Regions from separate parts of the Sus scrofa genome. Here region 2 is linked to region 1. Evidence: chromatin contacts called from public Hi-C data. All regions are on one chromosome and are shown on one strand. Each heading gives the region's core, a stretch centred on a gene start, on an enhancer-like site or on the middle of the called end of the contact. The rest is flanking DNA. Distances are from core to core; before and after follow the strand shown.

What was found. A called contact is a pair of places that touch in the nucleus more often than the background predicts.
Region 2: a Hi-C map of liver shows a contact between it and region 1, with 6 times the contacts expected there. The contact joins the promoter of HDAC6 here to the promoter of GLOD5 in region 1. A contact is called at or near these places in 3 of 47 Hi-C or Micro-C datasets (embryonic fibroblasts, epiblast stem cells and liver) and 1 of 2 datasets of contacts at active chromatin or transcription factors (alveolar macrophages).

Annotation. Positions count from the first base shown.
Region 1 is chrX:42,874,777-42,879,467 of Sscrofa11.1, forward strand. It overlaps GLOD5 (glyoxalase domain-containing protein 5), which reads left to right and starts at 2,258. Exons shown (of 4, transcript XM_021079705.1): 1 at 2,258-2,406. The coding sequence starts at 2,344.
Region 2 is chrX:42,915,079-42,919,769 of Sscrofa11.1, forward strand. HDAC6 (histone deacetylase 6) reads left to right here and starts at 2,833. Exons shown (of 29, transcript XM_003360315.5): 1 at 2,833-2,983; 2 at 4,054-4,176; 3 at 4,261-4,389; 4 at 4,529-4,617. The coding sequence starts at 4,084. LOC110257658 (a long non-coding RNA gene) reads right to left here and starts at 2,845. Exons shown (of 6, transcript XR_002340570.1): 1 at 2,760-2,845.

The DNA.
Region 1 (4,691 bases), core at 1,008-3,507:
TAGGCCAGCAACTGCAGCTCTGATTCAACACCTAGCCTGGGAACTTCCATATGCCGCAGGTGCCCCCATAAAAAGCAAAAAAAAAAAAAAAAAAAGAAAAGAAAAGAATCTGAAACTCACATGCCCCAGGGGATGATGGTGGACAGCTCAAGGTAAGGTGAAGAGCAATGGGGCTGAGGACTGTTCCCTCTCAGTAGTGAAGGGTGAGGGTGGAGTGAAAGAGGGATGGGGATAGGGAGGCCTCCAGAGCTCACACCTCAAAAGGATTCAAAAACATTACACCCTGGAGTTCCCGTCGTGGCGCAGTGGTTGACACAGTGAATCCGACTAGGAACCATGAGCTTGCGGGTTTGATCCCTGGCCTTGCTCCGTGGGTGAAGGATCTGGCGTTGCCGTGAGCTGTGGTGTAGTTTGCAGACAAGGCTTGGTTCCCGAGTTGCTGTGGCTGTGGTACAGGCCTGGGGCTACAGCTCTGAATAGACCCCTAGCCTGGGAACCTCCATATGCCGCAGGAGCGGCCCTAGAAAAGGCAAAAGGACAAAAAAAAAAAAAAAAAAAGAGAAAGAAAGAAACATTACACCATGGGACAAAGAACACTTAATAGCTCTAAGATCTTGGCTTGGAAACAGACAATTACGTTAGAGTAGTTATACTCTAACTCAGATTATCCCTAACTTTGTACCCTGGACATAGACTCGCAAACAGATCAAAGATCTCACACTCTGGAGACACTTTAAAGACATCAGAGGACTCACACCCTAGAAGAAAGGTTCCCCCCAATACTTGGGGATAGGTGGCTTTTCTATGTTGTTATTACAAAGTAATCTCTTACAGGAGTTACCTAGTGGCTCGGCAGGTTGGGAATCTGGCATTGTCACTGCTGTGATGTGGCTCCCTGGCTCAAGAACTTCTGCAGGCCATGGGCGTGGCCAAACCATCCCCCCCAAAATAATAATCCCTTACACATATCCATCTTTTTTTTTGCCTTTTCCAGGGCCGCTCCCACAGCATATGGAGGTTCCCAGGCTAGGGGTCAAATCAGTGCTGTAGCCACTGGCCCACACCAGAGCCACAGCAACTCGGGATCTGAGCCTCGTCTGCAACCTACACCACAGCTCACAGCAACGCCGGATCGTTAACCCACTGAGCAAGGCCAGGGACCGAACCTGCAACCTCATGGTTCCTAGTCGGATTCGTTAACCACTGCGCCACGATGGGAACTCCCACATATCTATCTTGTTATGGACTGTTTATGTCCCGCTTCCAAAACCATGTGTTGAAGCCCTAACCCCCCAATGTGATAGTATTAAGGGCCTTTGGGAGATAATTAGGGTTAGACCAGGTCACGAGGCTGAAGTTCTCATGGTGGTATTAGTGCCCCTATAAAAAGATACCAGACAATAGAATTCCCGTCGTGGTACAGTGGTTAACGAATCCGACTAGGAACCATGAGGTTGAGGGTTCGATCCCTGGCCTTGCTCAGTGGATTAAGGATCGGGCGTTGCCGGGAGCTGTGCTGTAGGTTGCAGACACAGCTCGGATCCCGCGTTGCTGTGGCTCTGGCGTAGGCCAGAGGGTACAGTTCTGATTCGACCCCTAGCCTGGGAACCTCCATATGCCGCGGAAGCGGCCCTAGAAATGGCAAAATGACAAAAAAAAAAAAAAAAGATACAAGACAACATGTTCTTTCTCTCTGCCAGGTGAGGACACGGAAAGAAGGTCGCCGCCTGTAAGGCAGGGAGAGAAATGTCATCAGAACTTGACCATGCTGGTACTCTGATCTTGGAGTTCTGGCCTCCAGGATGGTGAGAAGATAAATTCCTGTGGTTCTGGCAACCCCGTCCATAATGCTATATTATGGTGCCCTGAACTGGCAAGGGCTCACCTTAAGCCTTTACTTCCTTTCTTTCTTTCTTTTTTCTTTGCTTTTTAGGGCTGCACCGGTGGCATATGGAGATTCCCAGGCTGGGGGTCAAATCGGAACTGTAGCTGCCTGCCACAGCCACAGCCACAGCCACAGCAACGCCAGATTCCAGCTGCATCTTCGACCTACACCCCAGCTCACGGCAACGCCCGGTCCTTAACCCACTGGGCGAGACCAGGCATCAAATCCACAACCTCACGGTTCCTAGTTGGATTCATTTCTGCTGCGCCAGGACAGAAACTCTAAGCCTTTACTTTCGAGGCCCTGAGTTTCATGTCAGAGTCCGTGTACTTGCACCACCTACCTCTGTCACCACCAGCAGTCCTCAGTCCGTGGCCCTCCCATTCCTGCCCCTTGATCTCCAGGCACTGAGCCAGAGGGTTGTCTTGGAGCCCCAGGGGCGAGGACACTTAGCCTACATGCTGTGCCGTCTGCGCTCCAGGCTGCCAGCCAGGATGTGGAGCAGGACTTCGGAGAAGCAGGTGCATGGGGTGGCAGCAGGGGGGCTTGGGCACAGGTGTCGGCGCCAAGGCTGGGGGTCCCTGGCTGGACCTGGGAGCCTGCTTCCTTTCCATGCGGGTTATCCCCGTATGCTGTCATCCATTTTTCCATCCTCCTCTCTCTTCCTTCCTCTTTCAAAGACAAGCAGAGGGCAGCAGAGGGACACGGGGACTGTCTGCTCTAACACAGGCTCAGCCGGCAGCCCGTCTGCTGGAGGGGCCCTGGGCTGAGGTTTGGCGGCTCCGCTCTGCTCCCTCAGGGCGGCTATGGGAGCCAGTTCAGCCAGGGCCACCAGGATGGGGTGGTGCGGGGAGCGGCCAGGAAGCAGCACCGAGCTTGAGGTTTGCTAGAATTCCAGGGAACCTGGCACCCAGCACCCTGAAGGAGACCTTGAAAAGGACTTTGTAAAAAGATAGAAGCCTTCCCTGTGGAGGAGGCAGGGGGGAGCGTATCGTATTTTAGAGATGCTAGATTTTATATATTTATGCATGTAAGACACATATACGGTTGTTGTGAGGAATAAAATCGATTATATTTTGTGTAGGGTTTAGAAGAGGGTTTGGCACTCAGTAAGCTTAGGTGATTACGACGTCTGGTTGCCTACCCTCAAGCCCTCAGCCTCTGCAGCTGCCCCGCAATGGGGTGCCCTGAAGGAATTCAGGATGGAGAAAAACAGGATATGGGCCCTAGCTAGTTAAGATGCATATGTGAGGAATTATTTTAATGACCCCAGACTCTTGTATCTTTCCATACAAAGAAAAGCCCTAAAATCATTAACTTGAGATGTCTGTTTTTTGTGATTAGCTGTAACCTTTTAATGTTCGACTCCAGGGTTGGTTTTTTTTTTTTTTTTTCTTTTTTTTTTTTCCCCAGCCAAAGGCCCTTCCCTTACGTCTTTGGATCAGTTCCTCGGGGCTAAGGGGCTGTCTCCTGGGCTATTATCGTCCTGGTCCTAACTCACAACTTTTAGGTTGTGCGTTCTTTTTCAGTTGATCATCATTTTATAAAGCAGTCTCCCTAACTTCACCTCAGAGGTCCTGCATGATCTGGACCTGCCTTCCCCCTCCTCCTCCTGTCTCACTCACTCTTGGATTCTAAGCCGCTTGGAGGGTCTTCCTGTTCTTAAAGAGCCGGCTCTGGAATTCCCGTTGTGGTTCAGCAGTAACAAACCCGACTAGCATCCATGAGGACGCGGGTTCCATCCCTGGCTGGCCACGCTCAGTGGGTTAAGGATCTGGCGTTGCTGCAGCTGTGGTGTAGGCCGGCAGCTACAGCTCCGATTTGACCCCTAGCCTGGGGATTTCCCTATGCCTCGGGTCCGGCCCTAAAAAAAAAAAAGAGAGAGAGAACGCAAGGCAGCTGTGCTTATCCTTGAATTTGTCAAGATGGAGCTCCGCATCTGCAAAGCAGGAATAACGAAGCGAGTCTGAGCTAGCAGGGCACTGAATAATGAGAGGAGTAGGTTGAGTTAATTTCCAAAAACTAGTAAAAGTGGGGGATGCGGCTAAAGCAGTGCTTAGGTGAAATGTGTAGCTCTAAATGCCTATAGATCAGAAAAGTTGAAAATCAGTTACCTAAGCTTCCATATCAAGAATCTGGGAGCTCCCTTGTGGCCCAGCAGGTTAAGGATCCAGTGTTGTCACTGCTGTGACCTGGGAACTTTTGTGTGCCATGGAAGCAGCCAGAAAAAGAAAGAAAGAGAGAGAGAGAGAGAGAGAGAGAGAGAGAGAGAGAGAGAGAGAAAGAAAGAAAGAAAGAAAGAAAGAAAGAAAGAAAGAAAGAAAGAAAGAAAAAAAGAATCAGGAAAAGGAACAGCATCAATTAGGGTTCAATTACCCTAAGAAAGTGAAAGGAAGGAAATCATAAAGCTAAGAACAGAAACTGGTAAAATGGAAAGCAAATACACAACAGAGAAAATAAATGTCAAAAACTGGTTCTTTGGAGTTCCCGTCGTGATGCAGTGGAAACAAATCTGACTAGGAGCCATGAGGTTTTAGGTTTGATCCCTGGCCTCGCTCAGTGGGTTAAGGATCCGGTGTTGCCGTGAGCTGTGGTGTAGGTTGCAGACATGGCTCAGATCCAGCATTTTTGTGGCTGTGGTGTAGGCCAGCAGTTGTAGCTCTGATTGGACCCCTAGCTGGAACCTCCATATGCCATGTGGCCCTAAAAAGCAACAACAACAACAACAAAAAAAAATTGGTTCTTTAAAGAGACTAATAAACTATTAGTAATTTCTGTTTTTGAAAGAAAAAATATAAAGTATGAG
Region 2 (4,691 bases), core at 1,583-4,082, 41 kb after region 1:
CAGTAGAGGAACAATACTATAGAAACTATAGGCATCCCTATCCTCACTCGGCCCAGGAACATTTGCTTGACCCCATACAAGAACACCAGAAATGACCTGACCTTATCCATCAATCCCTGTCCTCACACCTCACACAAAAGGAATACCGTAAGTCAACTATAATGGAAAAAAAGTCATAAAAATAGGAATACCTCTCCTCAGGAAACATAGAACCTCTGCATTCATCCTAGAAAAGAATCCCAGACAGATAAAACCAAAGACTGACACTCTATAACCAGGATCAGCACACTCCAGCCCTTCAGGTCAAAGCCAGACTGCAGCCTGTTTTCACACGTGGAAGTTCCCGGGCCAGGAACTGAACCTGCACCACAGCAACAACCCAAGCCACTGCAGGGACAATGCAGGATCCTTAGCCCACTGCACCACAAGAGAAATCCTGTTTTCACATTTTTGAAGAGAAAGAAAGAAAATGGGCAACAGGAGTTCCTGTCATGGCTCAGAGGAAATGAATCTGACTAGTATCCATGAGGATGCAAGTTCAATCCCTGGCCTCACTCAGTGGGTTAAGGATCCCGTGTTGCACTGAGCTGTGGTGTAGGTTACAGATGCGGCTTGGATCTGGTGTGGCTGTGGCTGTGGTGTAGGCCAGCGGCTACAGCTCCAATTCAACCCTTAGTTAGAACTTCCATGTGCCATGGGTATGGGCTAAAAAGCAAAAAAAAAGAAAGAAAAGAAAGGGGGGAGTTCCCGTCATGGCACAGTGGAAACGAATCCGACTAGGAACCATGAGGTCGCAGGTTCGATCTCTGGCCTCACTCACTGGATTAAGGATCCCTCGTTGCCATGAGCTGTGGTGTAGGTCGCAGTCGCGGCTCGGATCTGGCGTTGCTGTGGCTGTGGCATAGGCCAGCACCTGTACCTCCAATTAGACCCATAGCCTGGGAAGTTCCATATGCCGTGGGTGTGGCCCTAAAAGACAAAAGGCAAAAAGAAAAAAACAGACAAACAAAAAAAGAAAATGGGAATGAAAGAGAGGGTAGGGAAAGGAAATAAGAAGGAAAAGAAAAAAAGAAAGCCATGGGGTGGGAGAGAGTTGGGAGGGCGCATTGTGGGGGGGGGCGCAACTCCCCCCTACCCATACACTTTCTATTCCAGCTTGCGTGCAGAGGTTACCCACTGGAGGGAGCAGACAGGAAGAGCTGTCACCCAAGAAAAACTCCCCTCCCAAGGTCCATTCTGACTCCCCGGCACTATTATCACAATTTCCCAGAGGAGGAAACTGAAAGGAAATAAGAAGGAAAAGAAAAAAAGAAAGGGAAACAAAAAAAGGAAAGGAGGAGTTTCCTGGCGGCCTAGTGGTTAAGGATTTGGCATAGTCACTGTGGCTGTGGCTCAAGATCCATCTCTGGCTTGGGAACTTCTGTGTGCCATGGAAAGGCAAAAGAAAGAAAAGGAAAGAAAAGGGAAGGTGTTCCCGTCATGGCTCAGCAGAAACGAATCTGACTAGCATCCACGAGGACGCAGGTTCAATCCCTTGCCTGGCTCAGTGGGTTAAAGGATTCGGCATTGCACTGAGCTCTGGTGTAGGTCTCAGACACGGCTCCAAACTGGTGTGGCTGTGGCTGTGGCTGTGGTGTAGGCCGGCAGCTACAGCTCCGACTGGACCCCTAGCCTGGGAACCTCCATATGCTGCGAGTGCAGCCCTAAAAAAAGAAGATGAAGAAAAGAAAAGAGAAAGTGAAAGAAAGAAAAGGAAGGAAGAAAATGCCCCAGAGGCCAGTATGTGGCCTGCAAAACCTAAAATATTTACTATCTGGCCCTTTACAGAAAAAGTTTGCCAACCTTTGTTGTACAGAAACCTCCCTTCTGACTATACAAAAAAAGTGGGTCTTGGCCCTTACAAGACTCCCTACTCTTTCACTTTGCAAGCATCACCTCAGAACGTTCCTCTGTGTTTATCACTGCATATACATGTTTTCTCTGGCGTACGTGGAGGTGTAAAGGTCTTTTAGCTGCGACCCTCTTCCACTGGGACAAAAGACACGTTCAGGTAGGAAAAGAGTGGAAGGGAAGACTAGGTTGAAACGGGTTTGCAAGAGTGTCAGAGGGCCCAGCTACTGGGCGGTGGGGCTGTCAATCTGTTGGTTAGTCAGCGATGCTGAACCCCAGACCCCTTATCTCTCCCGCCCCAGCCTACAGCCCGGTAGGAAATGGTGAAGAATGAGAGAGGGAGATTAGGAGGACAAACCGGCCTCCTGCGAGGCTGATATTCAGACATTTAGCCATGGGGTGGGAGAGAGTTGGGAGGGCGCATTGTGGGGGGGGGGCGCAACTCCCCCCTACCCATACACTTTCTATTCCAGCTTGCGTGCAGAGGTTACCCACTGGAGGGAGCAGACAGGAAGAGCTGTCACCCAAGAAAAACTCCCCTCCCAAGGTCCATTCTGACTCCCCGGCACTATTATCACAATTTCCCAGAGGAGGAAACTGAAGCACAGAGTCGTTCAGTAACTTGCCCAAAGTCACATGGCTAAGTCCCATAACCTCAGTTTCCTTATCTGCAAAGCAGCCTTAGTACTGGGAAGTACCTCATAGAACTGTGGCTTACGACAATGCCTGTCACATACAACTTGCTATCGTCACGATCATTCCCCCTTCCATTCCACCATCCATTTTCGCGGCAGACTATTAATAGCTAACATTTGGTGAGTGCTTCCTTGCGTACCACCTTAGTGAATATGAACTCAGAAAATTCTCACATTTGTCATCATCACCACTCCCTTTTTGGCCGCCACCAGCCTCGTCCAATTTCCACCGCGCTCCAGGCCCAGCCACCAGCCCGCCCGCGCTACGTCATCACGGCGCGCCGCGCGGGAAGCCAGGGGGCAGGGAGAAGACGCCCTTTCCTAACTCCCTCGCTTGCTTGCTTGCACTCTTGAGTCACCGCACGGTACAGTTGGCGCGAGTCCGGTGGGCTCCTAAGGTAACTGGACAGGGACAAAGAAACCGCGGTCACGACCGCCAGGGTGACAGCTGTGGCGATTGGGGGAGGGGAGAAGCTTGAGCCCGAGCGCCGCGTCAGGCAGCCGGCGCGCGCTTCACGCAGGCGCGGCACGGCCAGCGTCGCGCACTGACGCGCTGATCCGCCGTTTGTGCGTTCCGCTGGAGGCGCAAGGCCGGCTCTCCCCGGTGTGGGCGGGATCGGGGCGGGCTGTAGAGAGATCTGGCCCAATGGAAAAGAGAGGCTCAGGCACCCGCGGCCCTACAGGTCGCCGAGAAATTGGCGGCGCGCGCCAAGGGCGGAGTTTGAGAAAGGGGCTGCGCCAAGTGAGTGGAGGGATTCGTCAACGTCGACAGCGGGGGCGGGGAGGGGGGGGCGGGTCTGGGGGAGGGGCTCGGAAATGGCTGTAGGGGCTTGGGGAAGCGTTTGGGGTTGGGCCTGGGCAGGGGGTGGAGCCTGGCGGAAGGGAAAGGGCAGTCCCCTGAGGAGCTGGGCTCCTTGAAACGTTAGGGGCGGGATCTAGCCTAGTGGAAGGTGCCGGTCCAGCCCGATAAGGGGTGGAGTTAAGTGGATCGTTAAGGGTGGAGTCGGGGCCCGGGGCTGGGGCTGGCTGAGTGAAAGGGTGGGTGATTATCCTGGGAGATTGGCTGGCCAGGGCAGGTTTGCGAAGGGGTGGGGTCTGGGCGAGGCTTTGAGGAATGAAAGGATCTGGGAATGGGGCTTGATAGAGTGAAAGGGGCGGTGATTAGCTGGCAAGGGCTGGCTTAGATCAGGACTGGGCCAGGGGGTTAATTGCTCTGTGAAAGAGCCAGACCGAAAGGGTAAAGAATAGTGTAAAGGGGTGGAGCCTCGTGGAATGGGCGGGACCAAGTGGAATGGACACCCCCTTGGAGGGAGAGAGCCTTGAGAGAGGCGGAGTTTAGAGGTGGTGGGGAATAGATAGCCTAAGGGATGGAGGCTAGCGTAGGGGGCGGGGCCTGGGAAGGGGCTGGGATGAGGGGTCTTCAGGGCGCTCGGGGCCCCTTCTCAGTCACCTCCATCCCACCCCCCAGAACCGCGTCAGGGGTGAAGTCTCCCCAGCCATGACCTCCACCGGCCAGGATTCCACCACAACCAGGCAGCGAAGAAGTAGGCACAACCCCCACTCCCCCCCACACGACTCCAGCGTCACCTCGGTGAGGCCCCTGACCGGCCCTCTTGAGGGGGAGGGGGAGCAGTGGGCCGTGTACTGGACTCTGACCCTTCTCTCTGTTTGGCAGAAGCGAGGTGTTAAAAAGGGTGCCGGACTCCGCTCCAGCCCCAATCTAGCGGATGTAAAGAAGAAAGGCAGAATGAAGAAGCTTAGCCAAGCAGCCGAGCAAGACCTAATCGTGGGGCTCCAAGGGCTGGTGAGAGGGGGCCTGGCTGCAATGTAGCCTCCTGTGACAATCAAAACCGTGAGGTTCTCCATCCTGGAGAGTGTGGGAGGTTCCCTCTGACTCAGGCTCTCAATGCATCAGCCTTTCCCTTTTTTCTTTTTCCTCACAGGATCTGAACCTGGAGGCCAGGACACCGTCTGGCACTGGCTTGGTGTTGGATGAGCAGCTAAATGAATTCCACTGCCTCTGGGATGACAGGTGAGGCTGGCTTCTCCAGGCCATACTCAAATCACACAAACATACACCCTTAGAGCCCATTAGCAAGAATGAAT